2 separate regions of the Bombyx mori genome follow, and region 1 is linked to region 2. A link is a contact called in public Hi-C data. All regions are on one chromosome and are shown on one strand. Each heading gives the region's core, a stretch centred on a gene start, on an enhancer-like site or on the middle of the called end of the contact. The rest is flanking DNA. Distances are from core to core; before and after follow the strand shown.

What was found. A called contact is a pair of places that touch in the nucleus more often than the background predicts.
Region 1: a contact with region 2 is called in a Hi-C map of whole pupa, with 2.6 times the contacts expected there. The contact joins the promoter of LOC101745492 here to the promoter of LOC101740695 in region 2. A contact is called at or near these places in 2 of 7 Hi-C or Micro-C datasets (posterior silk gland and whole pupa).

What each region holds. Positions count from the first base shown.
Region 1 is chr7:7,420,950-7,425,365 of ASM3026992v2, reverse strand. It overlaps LOC101745492 (regulator of gene activity), which reads left to right and starts at 2,390. Exons shown (of 9, transcript XM_021351388.2): 1 at 2,390-2,801. The coding sequence starts at 2,751. LOC732990 (vacuolar ATP synthase subunit E) reads right to left here and starts at 1,281. Exons shown (of 5, transcript NM_001046986.1): 1 at 1,142-1,281; 2 at 780-955. The coding sequence starts at 1,174.
Region 2 is chr7:6,459,259-6,464,173 of ASM3026992v2, reverse strand. LOC101740695 (inhibitor of growth protein 1) reads right to left here and starts at 1,806. Exons shown (of 5, transcript XM_004931249.5): 1 at 1,266-1,806; 2 at 505-711; 3 at 232-420. The coding sequence starts at 1,401.

The DNA of each region.
Region 1 (4,416 bases), core at 1,141-3,640, 960 kb before region 2:
ATACTATTAAGTACATTGCATGGATTTTTAACCTAAAAAGAAATTATATCTGCCCATTTCAATTTTTTTTAAACAAATATTCTGAACTCTACTGTAGATTATTTTGAATTATAATTAAATCTTCATTTATAATGAAGTCATTCCCAGAACAAGAATGTCAAAGTGTTAGTGTTCTGAAAAGATATCATGTTTATCTAAATAATTATATTTTATTATTCCATCCCATTTATCACTTTTATAATCAATTCACACAACCAATGTAAAACTTGAATGTGAAGTTTTTCTCTAAATGTGGTTGTCTAAATTTTATAACTACTAGTTATACTGGATAGAATTAATTGAATTTTTTTCATCTTTTCATTGATGATTTTATTTAAATGTAATTGCATCACAATATTTTATGTTTTTAAAGTGATGCTTCTTTTTTACTGTTTAAGGCTCTGCATGAAGAGATTGATAGCTAGTGGTCACGATCACCCATGTCAATCAAAAATGTCATTTACATTATATTATTATGTATTAGTTACTCTATAAAAAGTCACATTAAATCTCATTATTGTTTCATTTTTACTATTCGTAATTTCTAATTTTTTAGATTATTTGATAATTCTATTCTGTTTGAAATTTTGTGACTTTTCTATTGTAACACCTAATACATATTGAATGTTCAATTTGAGAAATCGTAATAGTCGTAATCAATACTGCTTGGTCACATGATTGTTCGTTCGTATGTTCTTTGAGTATGCATAAGGTTGTATGTTAGTTTTACGGAAACCTACATCTTCTTCTGAAGTTCAACCTGCTTCTCCTTCTTTTCATAGTATTCCATAATCTTGAGACGTTGCTGCTGGACAAGACGGCCCTTTTCGATGTTGAACTCCTCCTCGGCCTTCGCATCGATTTCTTCGGCCTTTTCGTTGGCCTCTTGTTCGATGAAGGCCATCATGTGCTTGATCTGAATTGAAAAATATAAACATTCTGATCAAAAATACGGAGTATAATGCTCAAAAACATGAAGTCCAGTCGAGGCAGTCTTATGAGTTGTCGAAATTACAATGGCACATCCCGATCAATGATCGTGACATATAATCCTTAAAATACTTGATTTTGTAGATAAATCAGTTTTGTTTATAACAAATACCTGTTTCTGAACATCTGCATCGCTGAGCGCCATGGCTGCTGCTTATTTTTAACACCACTAACACGAAAAACGGCCGATATAGAGCCAGAAAATTAATGACTGGCTCGGGGAAAGAAGTCTACGCCTATCAGACGTGCTTCTTTATTGAACAATCATATGATCTTAGTGTTGCCAAAAAGTATTGATCAGACATAGACAATTTTTTCTGAAATATTCAGAATATGAATCAATATATACATCTCGATCCTTCTTTGCTCGATGTCGGTAAGTGAAAAGGATATAAGAACTAGGTCGGCAGAGGCCGTATTCTGGTCGCTAGTCATAAAGCACGCAGAAAAACTTTTTGATTTTGTTCTATTTATGTAAATAAGATATAATAAACTTTTTTTAGCTATTATAAAATTTTTGGAATCAGATAGCGTTCCCATGTTTGCCGCCAGAGGCACTGTTTCCACTACATACAAATTTGAGATCTTTTACGCAATTGAGAAGTTAAAAAACTTGCACTAAGCACACCGAAGGACCGTCTTCTGACCGTTGTCGAAACTTTGTTAAATCTGCAATAACAGCAATGTGCACCCGATCCTTAAATATTTTCGTTAATGTTTTGAAATGAAATCCACAATTTAACTGCTGTTGTAAATTGTGAATTTGAACTAGGTAAAATGTATTTTTAACGATTTTCTACCCATCTGTACCAACGCCAGTGGTGGGCGAGCTCACAGACCTCTACCTGAAAGAAATTGTTAACACTGCTCTGGCTTCGCTGAATCTACTACCAGTTAAGAATCAAGATTCAATGAGAAACTCAGTGAGTGTCATAGGGGTTCAGTACTCTCAGTTAAGCTTCGATTTTACGACGCTAGTGGAGGGTACTTGAGACTGGGTTGAAGAAGGCCGAAGGCCTGGATCGAATAAGGCAACGACGATTGTTCGTTGTCATCATATAGGTCGGGAATGTAATTTACGGCGGCTACGATAAGAGGGCTATTACGCCGTGCAGCTTCCTCAAAGAAAGGTTCTGATGTTCTCTTCAAATATTAACGAATCGCTTCTAAATCCAAGTATTCGTGAAGATCTGAATCTTATACACCGTATACATTTTCCTTGTTTAAAATTTTCATTTTCTAATGTAAGATTTAGAAAAGGACGAAGAATCAAATATTTGCTATATATACCTAGTTAAATTTCATTAGATTGTAGTCTACGTAATGTGTGCGTAGATTGCTTTCAGACGCCATCCAATCTGCCGGAAATGTTGTATTCACAGTGATACAGAAAACACCTCAGGGAAGATAATAGATGTCTGACTCGAACTCGTTTTCAGTTATGTTTAAAATATTTTTTGGTTGGGTTTTATTATAATGAGACCGTCCGATCCATTCATCTGTTCACCTATCGGAATCATTAGGAAAGATGAATGATCCACCAAGCTTCCGGCACTTTGCAGGAATAGTTTAGTTTTAGACAAGGGAGGTGGGTAGTTTATAATTTTCAAATAATGGTTGTGAAGTTTAGATTATTTAAAAAATAAGGCTTTAAGTTAAAAAATAATTGTTTTAATCCTAATTTAGAGATTTTTTAAAGTAATTCTGAACAAAGATAAGAAATGAAGAAACGAAGTTCTACGAGGCACAGTAGCCAAACTCATGAAGATCAGGTTTGCTACTTATAGTTATGCTGTAGAGTCTTATAAAACTCTCAAATACACGTTTAAGCACAGTATTATGTACAGTATTACAGGTTTATGTACAGTAACGATGCTACGGATTGCACTAGTATGGGTAGTATAGTAATGTAAATTAAATAATTTTATTGTAAATTCTTAAAAATATTAGTATAAATTTTAAATGACAGATCTATAATAAAGAGACAAAACGATTTATACTATTTAAACTATTTAATAAAATTGTCAAAACTATTTTTATTTTTTAACAAACTAATTCATACGGCCTGGTTTTGAAGCTTTTTGATAATTTCCGTCTGCTTCTTCAACCTTTTAACAATATGGCCGCCTGTTGTTTAGGGTAATGTGGCGTTCAGCGAAATCGTATGAAAATTTTAAAACATTTATCAGTGACGTAAAGATGTATCAAGTTTACAGTGTTTTATAGCAGCGTTTTACGCGAAGACAGTTTTATGTACCATTTATATTGGTGTTTAAAATTTTGAATGCACAAAAAACATCAAAATTGGACAGTCAACAAATCTTGTTTATTACATCGAAGCGGAAATATTTATCTTGGCAGAGTATACGCGATTATGAACCATTCTTATTCTTTATAAAATAGTTGAACAAGGACTGATAATAGGTAAATATTGACAACGTTCTCAAAGTGAGCCCAACAACATCACAACAAAAATTGTCGCCATTGTTTGACAGGGGCAACTAAGCCATTTACTGATCTTTAATACATTCTCCATATCCTCTCTACTGTATAATATGCTCAACTGAAAACAGTTTTGTGATGCTCTTCAACTATCATCTCTCTCATACGTCATGCATACACTTAACCAAAGTTTAAATTAATAATAAGCAGCATGCAATTCCATATATAGTTAAGTATTCCTTCTACTTTCTCTTTCACATTTCCAACTACTTTACAACCGATTACTCCATGATTTAAATATTAGTTTTATTTATATTATATATTTATAGCCCATATTCCATAGAGTTGAGTCACACAAAATTGATCTCTTTTGTCTCAAACTTGATAACAAATTTTCTGATTTACAACAAACATTGTATTCAGAGGTTCTGCACATATTGGCACAGAATTTAACTGCTTTTCCGTTTAATATAACCATTGTGTCAACATACTGTAATTACTTGTGCAAAATACTTAAATTGTGAAAATTATTCTTATAAATGAACTCTAAAATCACAATACGAACCAGATACTGATAATGTAAGAGCAATAAAAATTATATCTGCTTATAAAATTGGAACACGATTTAAATATTTGAAATTGTAAATGAAATAGGCATGAATCTGAATAAATTTTATTCTACATCAACTTCGTCTCACACTTCCTTGACAATACCTCTGTAAAATTATTAAATATGTCCACTACATGATTATAGTCCATTGTGTGTAGTCATTTATCTATTATATATTATTAAGAGGAACTTTTACCAAGTAGATGGGTATTTTTGCTTAAGAAACGTTTTATGTTTTAGATCAAAACTAAATTAAATCTAAGCATTCACTAGGCACAAGTCAGGTTTCCGGTAAATGTAGCATAAAGATGTTATCCTTTTCCCCTACCTATGCT
Region 2 (4,915 bases), core at 557-3,056:
TCAAAGGGTATTGTGAGATTAAACAAGTTAGTAATACCACCTTGGTTAACCCCAGGGAGTCATGAGGTTGTTAACCCATCTCAGTAAGAAAATATGGAGGGGAGTCTTTGGTTTAATGAACTTATAGATTTCTGTAATTCAAGGTATTTGAGTAGATACAATATTGAATTTAATTAAAAATTAGTAATAATTAAGAGATTATTAATAAATTATTCAGCATTTGATATCTACCACTGCCTTTTTCCTTCTCAACTTTTTCTTTTTCTTTCTCATTTGTTCTTTCTGGAGGAGGCGGTGGTGCTATGTTTTGATGAGGAGTTGTTAACACACTGGCTTCCTTCTCTGTCTTGGAGAGTACATCTTGAGTTGGAGTCACCTCTTCTTTTGTAGTGCCATTTGTTGTTACTTCTATACAAGATACTGTTGGTAGACCAATAACATATTGTAATTAAATTGATTTACATTAAATAATTACATTTCTATATAAGGCAAAATTTGACTTACATAATTTTTTGTGATCAGAATCAAGTGACCTTTGTTTGTTGTCGATGAGATCTTGTAATATTTGTACAACTTGTAGTTTCTCATCTCCTATCTCTTGTGCAGCAACTAAAACTGTTTGTAGGCGTAGTGCAGCTCTGGTTCGACGGCGTTCCTCTGTGCTTGATCCTATACAAATATTTAGATGCTTTTCTGCCTCACGCAAACATTCTGTTGAAAAAATAAATTTCAATTACAGAACAGCTTTGTGTCCTTCTTCTATCTTGATTTTCAAATGACCGTAGAACTGTATATCATATTATATACGTTGATGACTATAGAATGTTGAGAAACATAATTTTATTAAAGAAATCATTAAAAAATACAAATCATTATTAGTAATTGGATCAAATTGAACTTCTATATTAATAGGGGTTTCTTTAAATTTAAACTTCAGTCTAGTTAATTAGTAAAAAAATCGATTAGTGAGCAAAAGTATTTAACAAATTAGGGGCATGAAGGCAAATTGCAATAACCTCTAAATGCACGAAAAGTGAAACAAACTGAAAATTATTGATAGAAATGTAATTTAAAAACTAAAACCTGGGCTATTTCGGTGCTAAGAACATAAAATATACAAAGGAATGCATACGTAATTAGGTTGAAAGAAAACGTCAACAAAGCTGTTTCGAAACAAATTTACATTTCAAACATATAAATTCAGAATTGAAAAGGGTTTATTAGTTATTGATTTGAAGAAATATAGTAACAAATGTGTGATTTACCCCTATATGTTACGTCAAGCTCCCGCATACGTGATAAATGTCTCTGAAGATCATTTGGAAGGTTTTCTACGCAATCTAAGTAGTTTTCAACATAAGCGGCTGAAAGCAAAGCTTCAGTCGAAGTTTGGTTTAACATTGCTATAGTCTAAATTGACCTTTCATAATAGTAATCAGATAAATTACACTAAAAACACTTCGAAAGCGAATAAGCAAAACAAGTTCACTATATTTAACAACTGAACAGTCCCGTCAAGCATCGTTTGCGTTCGGAAATGTTTCAAATGTTTGTTGATTGTTCCAGGCAGTGACACAAGCTGTTCAGAAACATACTCCCAATGCATACATCACAACCCAATAAAATCTAAATAGATTCTTGAAAATAAAAATGAAATTTTGATTTTAGTTAAATATTTAAAAGAATCATTTTAATTTTTTTATTACTTGTAATAAGTTTACTTATTATTTGTAAAAAGGTAATTAAATTTATTTTCTTTTTGACACACTTGATTTAAGTTAAATTCATAGAGTTTCTATTGTTTTAATAATGAAGAAGTTTTACTGAATAATGAAATTACAAAAAAAAAACGATCATCACACAGAAATAGGCTAAAAATAAAAGTTCCATTTATATAAAACTTATTTTCAGAATTTTTATTCCTATTTTTTCAAATAATTCGGAACATGAGTCGTGAAGTTTTGTGAATAATTGTTTTAATTTGTTAATTTAGTTTTCTTATTAACCGTTTAGCAACTCTGAAACTGCACAGGAGTAGAACAATTGTTATCGAGCAACACTTCCGGCCTCACATAATAAATTATTTACGAACTTAGAAAATATATAGAACTTATTATTCTTATAATATAATTAGTAATTTCATAATCAAGTAAATAAAAACCCCCATTCCGACAGGAGCCCTCTTCTTCGATATAGCGAAGGCGTTCGACAAAGTCTGGCACAACGGTTTGATATACAAACTGTATAACATGGGAGTGCCAGACAGACTCGTGCTCATCATACGAGACTACTTGTCGAACCGTTCGTTCCGATATCGAGTCGAGGGAACGCGTTCCCGGCCCCGTCACGTCACAGCCGGAGTCCCGCAAGGCTCCGCCCTCTCCCCGTTACTATTCAGTTTGTATATCAACGATATACCCCGGTCTCCGGAGACCCATCTGGCGCTCTTCGCCGATGACACCGCCATCTACTACTCGTGTAGGAAGAAGGCGTTGCTTCATCGACGACTTCAGACCGCAGCTACCACCATGGGACAGTGGTTCCGGAAGTGGCGCATCGACATTAACCCCACGAAAAGCACAGCGGTGCTCTTCAAAAGGGGTCGCCCTCCGAACACCACGCTGAGCATCCCTCTCCCGACTAGGCGCGTCAACACCCCCGCCCCCGCCGTTCGCCCAATCACGATGTACGACCAGCCCATACCGTGGGCCCCGAAGGTCAAATATTTAGGCGTCACCCTCGACAGTAGGATGACATTCCGCCCCCACATCAAGACGGTACGCGATCGTGCCGCCTTCATCCTAGGACGTCTCTACCCGATGATATGTAGGCGAAGTAAAATGTCCCTTAGAAATAAGGTGACACTCTACAAAACTTGCATACGCCCCGTCATGACCTATGCAAGTGTAGTGTTCGCTCACGCGGCTCGCATACACTTAAAATCCTTTCAAATTATTCAATCCCGTTTTTGCAGGATAGCCGTCGGAGCCCCGTGGTTCGTCAGGAACGTCGTCCTCCATGACGACCTGGACTTAGAGTCCATCAGTAAGTATCTGCAGTCGGCGTCCATGCGCCACTTCGATAAAGCGGCACGACACGAGAACCCTCTCATCGTGGCCGCCGGTAACTACATTCCCGATCCTGCGGACAGAATGGAAAGCAGTCGACGTCGCCCTAAACACGTCATCTCGGATCCTCCTGATCCACTAACGGTGCTTTTAGGTACTTCAAGCACCGGTCACCGTTCTCGTCGAACCCGTCGCTTGCGACGAAGGGCTCGACGAGTAAATTAACTCTCAGACACAGCCCACTGAGTTTCTCGCCGGATCTTCTCAGTGTGTCGCGTTTCCGATCCGGTGGTAGATTCTGCGAAGCACGACTCTTGCTAGGGTTCGTGTTAGCAACATCGTCAGGTTTGAGCCCCGTGAGCTCACCTACTAAAGTTAAGGCTACGCTGAAATAGCCGCTAGGGCTATCAGCTTTTAAAAAAAAAAAAAAAAAAAAAAAAAAAAAAAAAAAAAAAAAAAAAAAAAAAAAAAAAAAAAAAAAAAAAAAAAAAAAAAAAAAAAAAAAAAAAGTAAATAGTTCATTCATATTTTCTTTATACTTATAATATTTTATTGGCGCTTTCCGCTTGACAGCTTCCGGCGCAATAAGCCTTAATGTTATTTGTTACATAATTCGATATTATTAAATAATAATTGTACGTAAATAATCAGCAGAATAATTAAGATGATCAATGTTTAATATTACCTACTCAGTTTGTATTAAAATAGGTCAAGATGATTGTATAAATACCGACGGTTAGCATATCTCTGTTGCATTCGTATTCTACCCACCGTAACGTGTACTAAAGAGAATATATTATTTCGTGTGGATGTAAATTGTCTCAATTGTCGCCGCCACCCTGGGGATCCGTTTATACAATATTCGTTGGAAGTTGCTTCTCGGATAGAATGCAATAGAAAACCTCCCTCCTGGCTAAGCCTTGCTCGCCCACCTGTCCTGGTGAAAATGGAAAGGCCTCTGGGCAACCAGTAAACCGTCAATCATAAAAAAATAAATACAATAGACATGGCTTGGGTCTTTGTTCTACAATATGGTTTTCGCTTTCTTTGCCTGGTCAATCAAACAAACGTCATTGCGTATGGAGGGCAGAAGTGTGGATTATGGAGGGTTCCCCCATAGTGTGGAGTACCTAGTTGTAGCATAAGAAGTACAATTTTTTTTTTACATGGTATTTTATGACCTGGTAACTAAGACCTTCAAGTGATGTCTTATTTTAATTTATATCTTATTTTTATGAAAAATTATGAAATGAAATGAAGATGACTAATTTGAGACAATAATCAACTGGGATGAAATTAAATGAAATGAAATGACATGGGATGAAATGAGTCGTCTATTATCAAAGGTGGCAATCTGTGCATTTGGACAAAAAAATGTTATTGATATGTCAATACAGATTGATTTGAATATAATCGTCTCCTTCAAAGAATACGGTTCAAAACCTGCATTAAATAAAGGTTAATACTTAACCTGTTATTTATCTAAGATGTCATTCAGAAGAGTTTTGTGACTGCCAATGGAATACAAAGTCAATAATTCGTTTGTCTGATTTACCAATAATTGTCCAAAAGTCACATTGCCGGCTTTGATAATAGTCGACTCAAATATAATTTCAGTAAAATGTTGGTCATTTACTGGATTTTTCAGTGGACTTTTTGGAGGATCCCGAGAAGTTATGTCCAGCGGTTTTGTTTCATTTTCCCACATTTGTGCACTTTCACAGTTATTAAACAGTTAATAAACCACTGTTATTACACATTTAAACCTGAAGAAACACCAAACAGACAAAATAAAACAAATCTCACAACTTCACTCCTCGCGTTCCCATCGCTCCTCGCGTTCATCC